Regions from separate parts of the Mus musculus genome. Here region 2 is linked to region 1. Evidence: chromatin contacts called from public Hi-C data. All regions are on one chromosome and are shown on one strand. The core of a region is the stretch at or near the end of the contact, and the rest is flanking DNA. Distances in the headings are between cores, read along the strand shown.

Evidence for each region. A called contact is a pair of places that touch in the nucleus more often than the background predicts.
Region 2: a contact with region 1 is called in a Hi-C map of liver, with 2.6 times the contacts expected there. The contact joins the promoter of Dio3os here to the enhancer-like site in region 1. A contact is called at or near these places in 2 of 39 promoter capture datasets (liver and macrophages), 1 of 15 datasets of contacts at CTCF or cohesin (the NIH/3T3 cell line), 5 of 484 Hi-C or Micro-C datasets (the Patski cell line, cerebral cortex and liver), 4 of 115 datasets of contacts at active chromatin or transcription factors (embryonic forebrain, embryonic midbrain, embryonic stem cells and 1 more) and 3 of 9 other capture datasets (adipose tissue, liver and pancreatic islet).

Annotation. Positions count from the first base shown.
Region 1 is chr12:110,219,137-110,225,053 of GRCm38.p6, reverse strand. Gm40576 (a long non-coding RNA gene) reads left to right here. Exons shown (of 3, transcript XR_001780704.2): 3 at 1-1,928. Among named protein-coding and RNA genes, the nearest start is that of Gm34895, 6.6 kb to the right of the region's middle. Within about 2 kb of position 4,378, at least 16 of the 459 cell types and tissues checked have an H3K27ac peak or open chromatin away from gene starts, as enhancers often do. A contact at or near this core is called in liver, where this site is marked.
Region 2 is chr12:110,274,553-110,280,773 of GRCm38.p6, reverse strand. Dio3os (deiodinase, iodothyronine type III, opposite strand) reads left to right here and starts at 2,706. Exons shown (of 4, transcript NR_002866.2): 1 at 2,706-2,791; 2 at 3,025-3,223; 3 at 3,348-4,148; 4 at 5,197-5,390. Dio3 (deiodinase, iodothyronine type III) reads right to left here and starts at 1,544. Exons shown (of 1, transcript NM_172119.2): 1 at 1-1,544. The coding sequence starts at 1,542. The coding sequence ends at 628. It overlaps Mir1247 (microRNA 1247), which reads left to right and starts at 2,645; the gene lies at 2,645-2,726.

The sequences.
Region 1 (5,917 bases), core at 3,129-5,628:
TGCTAACTGGCATGCTCGCTACGGCTTGTTCAGCTTGCTTTCTTATACACCCCAGGCGTGTCTGCCCACATCAATCATTAACTAACAGGCTCGCCTATCACAAGTCTGATGGAGACCCTTTCTCCATGGAGGTTTCATCTTCCTAGATTACTTTAGCTTATGCCAAGCTAACAAAGGTCTAACCAGCACAGGTTAGCAGTAAGACCCCACAGCTGGCCTGTTGTTCTGTTGCCCTCCACAAGGAGCTCAGAACTCATGGACTAAGATGGGAGGTGGGGGGCAGGGGGCATGTTCCTCTTATCCCAACTGCATTCTGGCTAGAACCAGTCAGAAAGGAGGACATGAAGGATGCAGTCCTGTCCCCTCTTTTAGACCAAGGCCCAGAATGTGTAGATGTGAGTCTACTTCTAACCTATGAAGTCTGCCCACTTGAGTGCCTGTGTGCACGATTGTGTATGTGTTGTGCATGTGTGTGTGAGAGCGTGCTTGTGTGTGTGTGCGCTCTCTAAGTACGTGCTGCTGCATTGACACTCAGTGGCTGGCTTTGACTCAAGGCCTCTTGGCTCAGCTCAGGTCTGTGTACTCCTTTGCCAGTGCTTTTGGCTCAGGCGTCTTTGTGGGAAAGAACTAGGCCCATGGAGAGCAGGGAGGACTTTGTTCCGTGGTAGTCATTGCCACTCCAGAACCAGGGATGAACTGCCAACCCAGGCTTGTACCTTTATAATCAATTGCTTTGAAGCCCAGGATACCCACTATCAACGTGGTGGCTGGAGGTGATCCAGGCAGCTGGTGTGTGAGCATAGATCAGGGCCCACAGGAGCCTCGCCGGGATTCAGCCTTCATCTTCATGGGGCTCTAACACTCCCTGCTGTGGGAGCCTCAGGATTCCTTTGCCTGTGGGGACAGTGGAAGTGAATGGATGGCATGAGTTGGAGTAAGCCAAAACCTGTATCCTGTGTTTGACCAGATAAAGGTCCCAGAGGGATTTCACAGGTATGTCACAGCTAATGAGCGGGATCCCAGATTGTCTGATGGGTCCAGTGTTACCACAAAGGCAAGAAGGAGATGGAAAAGTCATAGCCACAGAGAAGGTGATAAATGCCTTCTAGGTGCTATGGAAGGTGAGGAAACAGAGGGCTTGCAGAGCTGCCAGCCTGCTGCTGTTCTGATTTGACACAGTAAGGGCTGTCTTGGACACTCACCTTCAGAACAGTGAGATCACACAGGCCAGCAAGCCCACAGGGCTCTGCCGAGGCAGCTGCAGAAACAGCAGTCAGATGGCATGGTGCAAGGGTCTGGTGGCTGACGGGAAGGAAGCTCATGAGGTAGAGCCTGCAAGCAATGAGGACACCTTGCTGGGAAACAATGACTTCTTAGACCAGAGTGGAGGGAGGGTTTGCCTGGTGAGACTTACTGAGAGGGTTGAGTCCTGTTGGGGCTCTGACCTCCAGTTGAGGGTCTGTGTCCAATTTGGAAGGACAAGGGAACCCCTGAGAGCTTCTAAATAAAGTCTGATGGGAGTGCAGTGTGTGAGGCCCATAGACTGCCTCTGGGCCAGGAAATGGTGGGTGTCTCAAGGCAATGGGAATATCTGGCCTCACGGAGGATGCTGAGTGCTTGAGGGTGTATATACTGCCCCAAATCCTCCTGGAACCAGGCACATCACAGAGCATGGTGAGTGTAAGCGGACAGGGCTTCAAGCAGAAAGGAAGAAAGCAGAGACAAGAAGGCACAACTTTATTGAAACAAACAAACACACAAACAAACAAAGGGGTCTTAAAGACATATGGGGAATCCTTGTCCAGCTTTCTCTAGTTTCTATTAGGTCAAAAATGCAAGTCGCTTTGAAAACTTGATTTGGCTATGTACTCACTGATAAGTGGATATTAGCCCCAAACCTAGGATACCCAAGATATAAGATATAATTTGCTAAACACATGAAACTCAAGAAGAATGAAGACTGAAGTGTGGACACTATGCCCCTCCTTAGATTTGGGAACAAAACACCCATGGAAGGAGTTACAGAGACAAAGTTTGGAGCTGAGATGAAAGGATGGACCATGTAGAGACTGCCATATCCAGGGATCCACCCCATAATCAGCATCCAAACGCTGACACCATTGCATACACTAGCAAGATTTTATTGAAAGGACCCAGATGTAGCTGTCTCTTGTGAGACTATGCCGGGGCCTAGCAAACACAGAAGTGGATGCTCACAGTCAGCTAATGGATGGATCATAGGGCTCCCAATGGAGGAGCTAGAGAAAGTAGCCAAGGAGCTAAAGGGATCTGCAACCCTATAGGTGGAACAACATTATGAACTAACCAATACCCCGGAGCTCTTGACTCTAGCTGCATATATATCAAAAGATGGCCTAGTCGGCCATCACTGGAAAGAGAGGCCCATTGGACTTGCAAACTTTATATGCCCCAGTACAGGGGAACACCAGGGCCAAAAAGGGGGAGTGGGTGGGCAGGGGAGTGGGGGTGGGTGGATATGGGGGACGTTTGGTATAGCATTGGAAATGTAAATGAGCTAAATACCTAATAAAAAATGGAAAAAAAAAAAAGAAAACTTGATTTGGAAATAGTTGCTGGGAATTTGAAAACACGGCTCATCCAAAAGACACAATAAAAACTCGTGTGAGGGTGACAGAGGCAGGTTCGGGGCTGCGTGACTTCTGTCTCCAGACGATTGCTAACAGTGTTAAGAGGGTGGGGCTAGGAACCCAGGAAGGAAGGTGACAAAGGCTCTCGGCAAGAGGATCTCCATTCTCTGCAGAGACACAGCTCTGGAAAATCCTGTGCAGAGACCAGATTCCAAGTGCCCCAGAGTTCCTGCTTCTGCAGGGAGAGAGAACAACACCGACTCTTGCCAGAATGGTATGAGAGTAAACAGCGTGGAAAGTCACTCCTCCTGCATCAGCCAAGGAGAGTCTGCTGTTGTCTGTGCAGTAATAGCATTGGATGAGGGACCTGGTCACTGATGATAAGGTGTCTTAAGAGCAGGGCCACCTCTTCTGAGACTTTGAACTTCATTTTCAATAAATTGTACTCTTGAACCTAGAAGTATTTAAGCCCTTCCAAATCAGAGGGTCATCGTCTTCCTTATAAGAAAAAGCTCAAACCCTTCATGGATGTGCCAAGAGGTTCCCCTAGGGGCAGCTGCCTGGCTTGTATCCTAGGGAAGGATGCAAGAGGTAGGAGGAGCTGATGTCCCTGATACCTCTGAATGTGGTCTTGGGTTCAGCCAACAGGGAGACCCCTCCAGAGAGGCCTGGAGAAGAGACACCCGGGACACCGAGGTCTCTGGGTCCTGCCTGCTCTTGGAAGTTAGAGCCCCAGATACAAAAGGTCCCTAGATGCTCTCTGAATCAAAGGGTTTCCTCTGGAGTTATTCAAAGTGTGAGGGCCTAGTTTCTCCATCCTGAGCCAAGTGTCTGGGGATTAATTAGTTTAATTGGTTCCTGCCTTAGGCTAGATAGTCAGTGTCAAAGGAGAGAAGCAAAAGATACTTTTTGTGTGGGAAGGCAGAAAGTGCCTGGTCACAGCCCAGGGTGGTCACAACAGAGCACTTCCACTGGGGCCGGCACGGTCTGGGAAAAGGTTGGATCCAGTCACAGAGCCCTGCTGCATATCGGGTTGAGCTGTGGAGTTCTTGGAAAGGATGATGTCATGATAAGGTCCCAGTGTGGGACTGTGCACTGGTGACAGTGCTCTGTTGACAATCTTAGGCTGATCAATCTCTGGGTTCAGGGGTTTCGGATCCTGCTGTGAACCCCCACTTGGAGCAGGAAGCCCCCTCTGGATCTGGCTGGGGTTCCTGGCCTCCTATTTGCATATGTTAATTTCATGGGTTCAGTGGGTGGAGGGATGGATAGTGAGCCAGAGTGCAGAGGGGAAGGTTTGGCTAGCAGAGTGACTGTGGAGTAGTCACTGGGACCATCTCTGGGAGCATCCCTATCTGCAGTGTGCAGCACGACCCTGTGCATCCTGCAGCCACATCACGAGACTATTGTACTGATACACAAGGAAGCTTCATCCCAGCAGTCCAGGAAGCCATGCACAAGGCTTTGTGGCTGGTGCGTGCATCTCAAGGAAGCAGGACCTGCTGTACTTTTTAGAACTAAGGAGGGTCAACAAGACAGTGGTTAGAAAGCGCATGAGGCTCAAAACAAGGCAGTGACTCTAAATAACCCAAACGGAATGCTCTCTGTTTGTAGTCTGCTACCCAAGTCCAGGTGGAAAATATTTATCTTTGCCGTTTTTTACGAATACTGGCCTCTGGCCAGATGAAGCAATGCCAGGTACAGAGAGACTTTGCTCCATGGAGCTCCGAGGGCAAAGGTGGCAGGAAGGTCCCTGCTGACCGCTCATGTGCCAGATTGCCTTAGAGATCCCCGGGCTGAAGGCTGGAGCTCTCTGTTTACTGTTGGTGGTGGTGTGCTTTTCTCTCCCTTAAAAAAAAATCTGGGAAAAATCTAAGTAAGGTAAAAGTCGCCAGTGCAGCATTCTTTCTTTCAGGGCTGGTGGTGGAACGCAGGATCTGAACTCATGCTGCGAGCATTTCACATCGGGTTCCGTGCCAGTATCAGTAACACTGAGTACCGCGGTGCTGGTGTCCACGACCGACTGCCACCCGGCTCCAGCATTCTTTCCATTTTTCTAAAGTGGAAGCCACTATGCCTTTCCCTGGTCCCTGGACACCTGCACCCTTGTTTTTCCTATCTCTTCATTTGTCCACACCAGGACCCCCTTCAGAGCGGGAGAACACACTGTTATCCTGTCGCTGGTTCAGACATCCTAGACTGGGCAAACGTTTCTGGGTTCTTGGCATCTTACTTGGAGAATTAAAGACACATGCACAGATTGCACAGTGCTGGGGACTTGCTCAGAAACAAAGCAGTCTTATAGCTCAACGGAGCAGCAGGTCCCTTGAGCCAGAGCATTCAAGGTTAGTGTTTGGGGTTTCCTTTTATGGGGTCAAGGATAAGGAGGAGCTGGTTATTAGGGGGCATGATATGGAGGGCTCTGTCTTGATTGACAGGCTTGGGTTATGTGAGCCTTTGATACTTCCCATGATGCACCTGATTTCAATCGTGAGCATGCCCAGTTCTGCATATGATCTCAAGTAGGGATTTCCCCTCAAAGTTCACTCAGAGGACATCGTTTGCTCGTTGCGCATGCACCCAAAAGTGGTTCAGACTGGAGCGGCTCTCTATCTCTCATTCCCAGGGGGTTTCACGATTTGTTTGAATGGAAACTGACCACCAAAGAGGAGCCAGAAAGGGATTGCTACGGGAAAGGAAATCCATCCCATTGTTTGAGTCGGGTATGAGTTCAGCTCTCCGAAGATGGGCTCCTAGGATACATAGTTGAAGCCAAGTGCAGTCCCACGTTGCTAAGCTGTCCCTGTGCTCGCCTGCCTCCATCCCAGGTGTCCACCCTCTCCACTTAGCATCCTCAGATAGACGGCCTGGTCCAGGATCATCTTCATCTTTGGTGACAGCGCTCATCAGCTTTGCTTTTTATGATAAATTATTTGCATAGCTTTTGTATTGAATCATGCAGTAAACCATACACAGCACAGAATTTCCCTGTTTTGTCAGTTTTTTTTTTTTTAAGAGTAGTCACAGCGTATCACAACTGCCACCATCACTACATATTGCACCCTTTAAACTGATTCCCGTCACCCTCTACCCAGCCTATGGTCACCCCTGTTCTTTCTCTGTCATGGATTGACTACCATGGTTTTCCCTTGTTTCTGGCTGATGTCCTCAGCATCGAGTCTCGGAGGTTCTCTCACAGGTATCTAGGCCGTGACAGGATTTTTCTGTTCATTTGTAACTGAAGAAGGCTCCACATGTGTGTGGTCACATCTGATGACCGTTATCTGCTGACAGACCTTCAGCTGGTT
Region 2 (6,221 bases), core at 1,457-3,956, 57 kb before region 1:
TCTTACTTTAGGCGCTGTTTCGAGCCTCTCTGCAATTCAGAGCCGACCCGTGGTCAAGCCCAGTTAGAGGCGGTTCGTCATCAGCAGCCAGGGCTCCAGCGCACCCAAAGCTAGGCGGGGAAATTACCCTGCCCACCCTTTCCCTATCTCGAGCCCCTCCCCCAACCCAGGGATAAGAAATAAACACAAAAGCAGCAGGACTCCCTGCGCTCGACAGGTGGGTGCCAGGCAACTAGCTAGAGCCTGAGGCGCTGCTGGAACCCAGCTGCGCTCAGGGCGCGCGGGCGTGGCCAACAAGTCCGAGCTGTGAAATGCTGGGGACTTTCGCGCTTTGCCGAAGCAGCGCTGGAGACCTGGTGTCAGAAAGTCCAGCAGGTAAACTCCAGCAGGGACAAAGCTGTCAGTTCGAGCCACAGCAATGCTCCTGAGAGCAAGCCAAAAACGTACAAAAGGGAGTCACTATAGCAGAGTCTCAAGTTAGCCAGACTCAGCCTGAGTTCTGTGGCTGTGCTCATCTGTGTCATGGGGATCCCCCACAACCTTTGACTTTCTTTGGAGCATTTGCACGTGGGCTTCGAAGGCCCAGGAGACCCGGCCCACCAATTCAGTCACTTGTCCCTTGGTTATTTAGAATCGATGTGGCCTAGTACCATGCAACTGTTCATCATAGCGCTCCAACCAAGTGCGCAACTCAGACACCTGGTAACCGTCGGGGCCACGGCCTCCCTGGTACATGATGGTGCCACTCTGGATGACGTAGAGGCGCTCAAAATAGGCACCATATGCGGAACTGCTAGAGTTGGCCATAGTGTCCAGGACCAGAGCACAGCCAGGTGCACCTTGTTGTAGTACTCTCGCTGCGCTGACACGGTCCTCCAGGCTGCGGTGCTGGGGGATGACATAGGGTGAATCTGTGGTGACCCAGCCGTCGGATGGGTGGGCTTCCTCGATGTAGATGATAAGGAAGTCAACGTCGCGCTGGTACTTGGTGACCAGGCGCTGGAAGGCGCTCATCCGCGCCATGAACGGTGGTCAGGTACAGCTGCCAAAATTGAGCACCAACGGGCGGGTCCCTTGTGCGTAGTCGAGGATGCGCTGGCTCTGGAAGCCATCAGGTCGGACAACCTCCGAGTTGGGCGCTGGGCCACCCTCATGGGCTTGCTTGAAGAAATCCAATTTCTGGCCATGCCACACGGCTTTGAGAGAGGCCAGGGTGCACAGACGGTTGTCGTCTGATACGCATATGGGCGGGTCGTCAGGGGGCATCTCCTCGCCTTCACTGTTGAGCTCTACTTCGGGCTCAGGGTGGTCAGGATGGCGACGGCGCAGGAAATGCTTGCGGATGCACAAGAAATCTAAAAGCCAGAGCATGAAGGCCGTGCCTAGGAAGCGCGGGAACAGCACGAGGCACGAGGCGGTCTGGGCGCAGAGCCTCAGCGAGTGAAGCAGCAGAGAGCGGAGCATGGTGGCCGCGGGCCCCGAAGCCCCCGGGGGCCCTTCACCTTCTCCGACCACCAACCTCGAGGCGGCCTGGCGAGGCATCTGGTCCTCGGTGCTCTGGGAGCTCAATTTATAGTCAAAGCTTGAATTGGCGGGAGACTCCACCTCCGACCGGGGCCCGCCCCCTTGCAACTTGAGCCCGGAGGGATCACCCAGAGGCGCGGCCAATGCCCCAGAAATCTTGGGTCGAGGGCGGGCGCAGGCTGGTCGAGGGTGGAGCGGTGCGTCCCGGGGCTGGCAGGGGCGGGCCTGAGTCCCGCAGCCCGCTCTCAGGGGCGGGGGACCCCGAAGCCGCTGTGTCCAGGGACTAGGAGCCCGATCTCAGAGCCAAGCAGTCAGTGGTGGCAATGGTGTAACCCGCGCAAGCGCCTCGCACCTCCTAGGTCCCAGCGGGCGGGTCCCAGCCCGCGCCCTCTTCGCCGCGCACCTGAGCTGAGTTCCCCGGCGGCCGCAGCGCCGCGCCGGAGCTCCGGTTCGCTTCCCGCGCGCCGCCGCCAACGCCGCCCACGCTGCTGCTGCTCGTGCGGGGTCGCTGCCCAGGTACCGCGGGAGTCCAGGTCTGCGGCCGCCGCTCGGCCGGCCCCCGGCTGCAGCCCCGCCGGGGACGCGGGCCCGCGAGGAGGCAACTTTGGGTTCCCGCCGCCTTCCCCGCTCGCCCGCGGGCGCCGCTCGACTGCCGCAGCCCGTCCGCCCGCCTCCCGCGCGCGCTCACACTCGCGCCTCGCACACGGCCGCCCCCCGCACCGCCCCGCCACGCACACCGCGCTCCGCGCCCCCCGCCGCTGCCCGAGCTTGCCGCGCGCCGCCCCAGTCCGCGCCGCGCCCGCCCCGTCCCATCTCGCTCCCGCCGGACGCCGCGGTTCCCGGGTCAGCTGCCCCTCGGCTCCAGCCCGGAGGTGCCGAGGGCAGGGCCCGCGGGTGGGCTGGCGCCCAGCTCGGGAGACCCGGAGAGTCGCGGCAAGCGACGCCGGGCCTCGCCCTCGGCCGGCTCCGGGACGCCCTGGGCGCGGGGCGCTGCGGGCGCGGGGCGCGGGGCAGCGGGCGCGGGGCGGCGCCGGCCCCGGGCGGCTCTCCCACTAGGGGTAGCTGTTGCCTGAACGCGGGAGCGCTCCCCTCTCGCCGCTTGCCTCGCCCGGCGCAGCCCCGGCCGCCGGGCGCACCCGTCCCGTTCGTCCCCGGACGTTGCTCTCTGCCCCGGGAACGTCGAGACTGGAGCGCCCGAACTGAGCCACCTTCGCGAACTCGGAGCGCGGCGGCCCGACTCAACCGCGGAGGCGCCCGGACGCGTAAAGTGCGTACTTTCAACAGGGAACGTGTGCTGAGGCTTTTTAGGGGTGCGGGGCAACTCCCCAACAGCGTGGGGCTCTGGTCGGCTCTGCCACAGCGGCGCAGACCTCCTAATCTGTCTCTGCGCGTGGCGCACTGCTGGAGACTTGGGTTCAGGGGCGGCGGGGCTGCTTGACCTGGGGTCCTCGAGACCCTAAGCAAGTTCCACTTTAGATACACCTCACAATGACCCCTCAGGTCAAGGCCTCAACCCGAAGGCAGCGCCTAAGAATCGCACTCCCTAGAATGCTCCAGCACTCACAGGGGCCTTCTCTGGGGTAACGGGACCCCAGCCGGATACTACAGCTCCAGCTGCTTGCGTCCCATGCATCGCCCTCTCGGGAGAGACCAGCTACCTAACTTTCTCTACCAGAGACCGCGCTGGCGTCTCGGGAGGGTGAGCACAGTCAGACCACTTTCCATTAGCCATGGAACTTGTCCGGAAAAGTCGACCTCAAGTAGCCCAGAGGGCGCCCAGGTAGGCGCCCGCCCTCACCACCTGGTTTCTGCTGTCCTGGCAGGATGCTCTGCCCAGGGAGTCCCTCGGTCGCGGGACCTGTGGCCGCCAGAGCAGCTGGATCTGGAGTGTGCTGCCTGTGAACAGCCTGTGAAAGTGGCTCTTCTCCCTCTGGGTCAGAGGATGTCTCTGCTCTGGGGGCAAGGGAGTAAACATCAGCACTTCCCACCTGAAGGAAGCCATCAGACTCCTTTGCTGTTTCTAGCACTCTTTGTAAGGTCTTTCAGGAGGACTTCAGAAATCTCCCTGAACGTGCCTGGCTGGGGGTTCCACTCATGGTTCTATCCCTAAGCAGGGCTCCTCTGAGCTTACAGATCAACCCCCCCCCCACTCTCTTTCAGACTTAGGTGGTAAAGTGAGAAGAGACTCTGGCTGGAGAGTCTGAGAGACAGATTGGGAGCTTCTGGGCGCTGTCTTGGGTAGAGCAAGAGATAGTTCTCTTCAGCCCAAGATCCCCTCATCTCTGGGAGATACCAGTCTAGGGCTTGTGTCCTGCTTCTTCCTATAAGGACCTGGGACAGGGATATGAGGCCGATCCTCCCCTTCTCGCATTATGTGTGTAGGTGCATATGCCATGTGGCAGCCATAGTCTGGGACAGATAGAAGTCCTTCTGGTCCTGCTCTATGGGACCAGTCACCCCTGAACATCACCCCTTTCTGATATGGGACACTTGGGAAACCCTGCCATCCACATTTCTGGACAGGGGCGGGTGTTGTGTGGGAAATAGGCTACACCCCACACCTCAGGATTCCAGAGCCTTGGATGAAGAACCCAGGCCTTCGACTTCCCTGGCATCCTGTACAGGTGAGGAAAGACCCAAGGGGTGCCAGTGATTCTGGCTTTGGGGACACATACCTGGCTTGACAACCACACCAGTGCTCCCTACCTTTCTGCGGTTCCTCCTCATCTCTATTTTCCTCCCCAGTCCTCTTTTCCCATGCCCTTCAGGGGAGCACCCCTAACTAGCTGTAGTTCTCAGCCTTTCTACCAGTTACTTAAACTATCTTGTCTTGTCCCAGTGGTCTAGAACATGAATACTGGCCCAAGGCCAAGACTCTTCTGAAATCCATGAGGGGTGTAGGCCTCAGTGGACCTGGCAGATTTGGGAAGGGACACAAGTTGGGGTACTTGTCCTGTTTCAAGAGCCGGGGTGGGATGGTATGCTCTGGGCTCTCCTGCCTGCTTTCTCCCAGCTCCAGCAGAGGGCAGACAGGGAGAGAAAGGAGGGATGCACTGGGCTGGGTCCATTTGGTATCTTGGACCAACTTGGTGGAGGAGGAGGGCCAAGGTCCTGGCATGACTGAGGAGGACTGGCCTTTGGCCAGTCTTCCACTCCCAAGATTTGGGTAGTAGTGGTCTGCCAGGGAAGGAGTGCTTAGAGGGCCTGACACTAACCCCTTCATCTCCTAGCCTCCGGGTGGGGTTGGTGTGCAGTGTGTGGCAGGCATAGTCTCTGCCTCCCATTCCCAAGGCTGTCAGGAGACACCCATGCAGGTTGGTGGGTCTTGCCACTGGCTTCTATGTCTCCCAGCCGGGGTATTTCCTACGCACTCAGAAAAGATGGCCCAGCCCCTAGATTTAGAGAAGAGCATCAGAGAATAACAGTCCTGTGCCCTGGGTCTGACCCCATCTCATCATGCCCTGGTTACATGGGCTCAGTCTTCCTTGACCGTCACTCCTGTCGCTCTTGGTCTGCTTCCCCCACCCTGGTCTCTGGACACTTGAGGTTTTCCTTCCTCTGAACTTCCACCCATGGTGTTCCTGTTGCCCTTCTCTTTCCTCCCTCCACCCCTATAGTCCTCCTGTTCTTCTAAAGCCCTGGTCTGACCTGGCCCCACCCTTCCTCATACAGGGGAGCCCACTTTCTGCCTGGACTCTTCTTGAAGGAGCACACTCCCTCTTCCTGGCCCTTCTTCCTCAGTGGCCAGCAGCCTGTTCAGCAGATGCATTTCTGTGTTTGCCCAGCAGACCTCCCAGGCTGGCCCAGGCGGGATCCCTTGGAGAGACTTCTGGGAGGGGCCCAATAAAGCTTTGTGCAATGAGAAACGTGTACAGTGTGGACTTACTGAAAACCGGGTTTGGGGAGAATTTCTAGATGTGTCGTTCTGCCCTCTGCACACGGCGGCGGTAAGCAAGCAAGGTAGGACATGTTGGTGGCAGCAGGCCTGAGTGAGGTCATCTAGGACTGGCTCCGTGGAACATCCCCTTTTGGGTGTGGCATCTAACGAATATGCCCTCCACCTGCCCACTTTATCCCGGTTCCTTTTCTAGGCTGTGCACCGCTCCCTCTGAAAGAGGTGCTTAGCCCTTTCCACTAGTTTGAGAGTGGTCTTTGAGACACGTTTTCCCACCTCTGACTCAGGCCAACTAAGGTGGGCACAGAAATACTCTGAGGAGACAGGGTGGCCAGTAGCTCAGTGATGATCTTGGGCTGATCTTGGAGAGCCAGGGTCTTAGCATCTTGTCAATGTCTTCCTCAGATGTTGCTCCACAGATGTAGAAGGTTCTAGACACCTTGGAAGGACTTGCACTGCTCTTGTCTGCTACTCTGGGGTCCTGTAAAATCCTACCTGTCCCCACCATCTGGCCATTTGCCTCCAGTACTGTCTTACCTGACCTTTCCTGTCTTTCCTTGAGGCCCCGCCCCCACCCTGCAGCCTAACTTAGGCTCTCACTGGGTCCAGACATAAGTAAGCACTCACTGTGGTCTCTGGTATTCTGCTAGCCCTGGGGGACAGGACAATGTGGGTACCTGGGTCCTGACTGGTCTTGGGATGCAGGACTATGCATACAAGACAAATCCTAGCCTACCTGGGGGACTATCTTCTTATATTTCTACTGAGGCTCTCTGGAAAGAGTGGTGGGTTCACCAGCAGC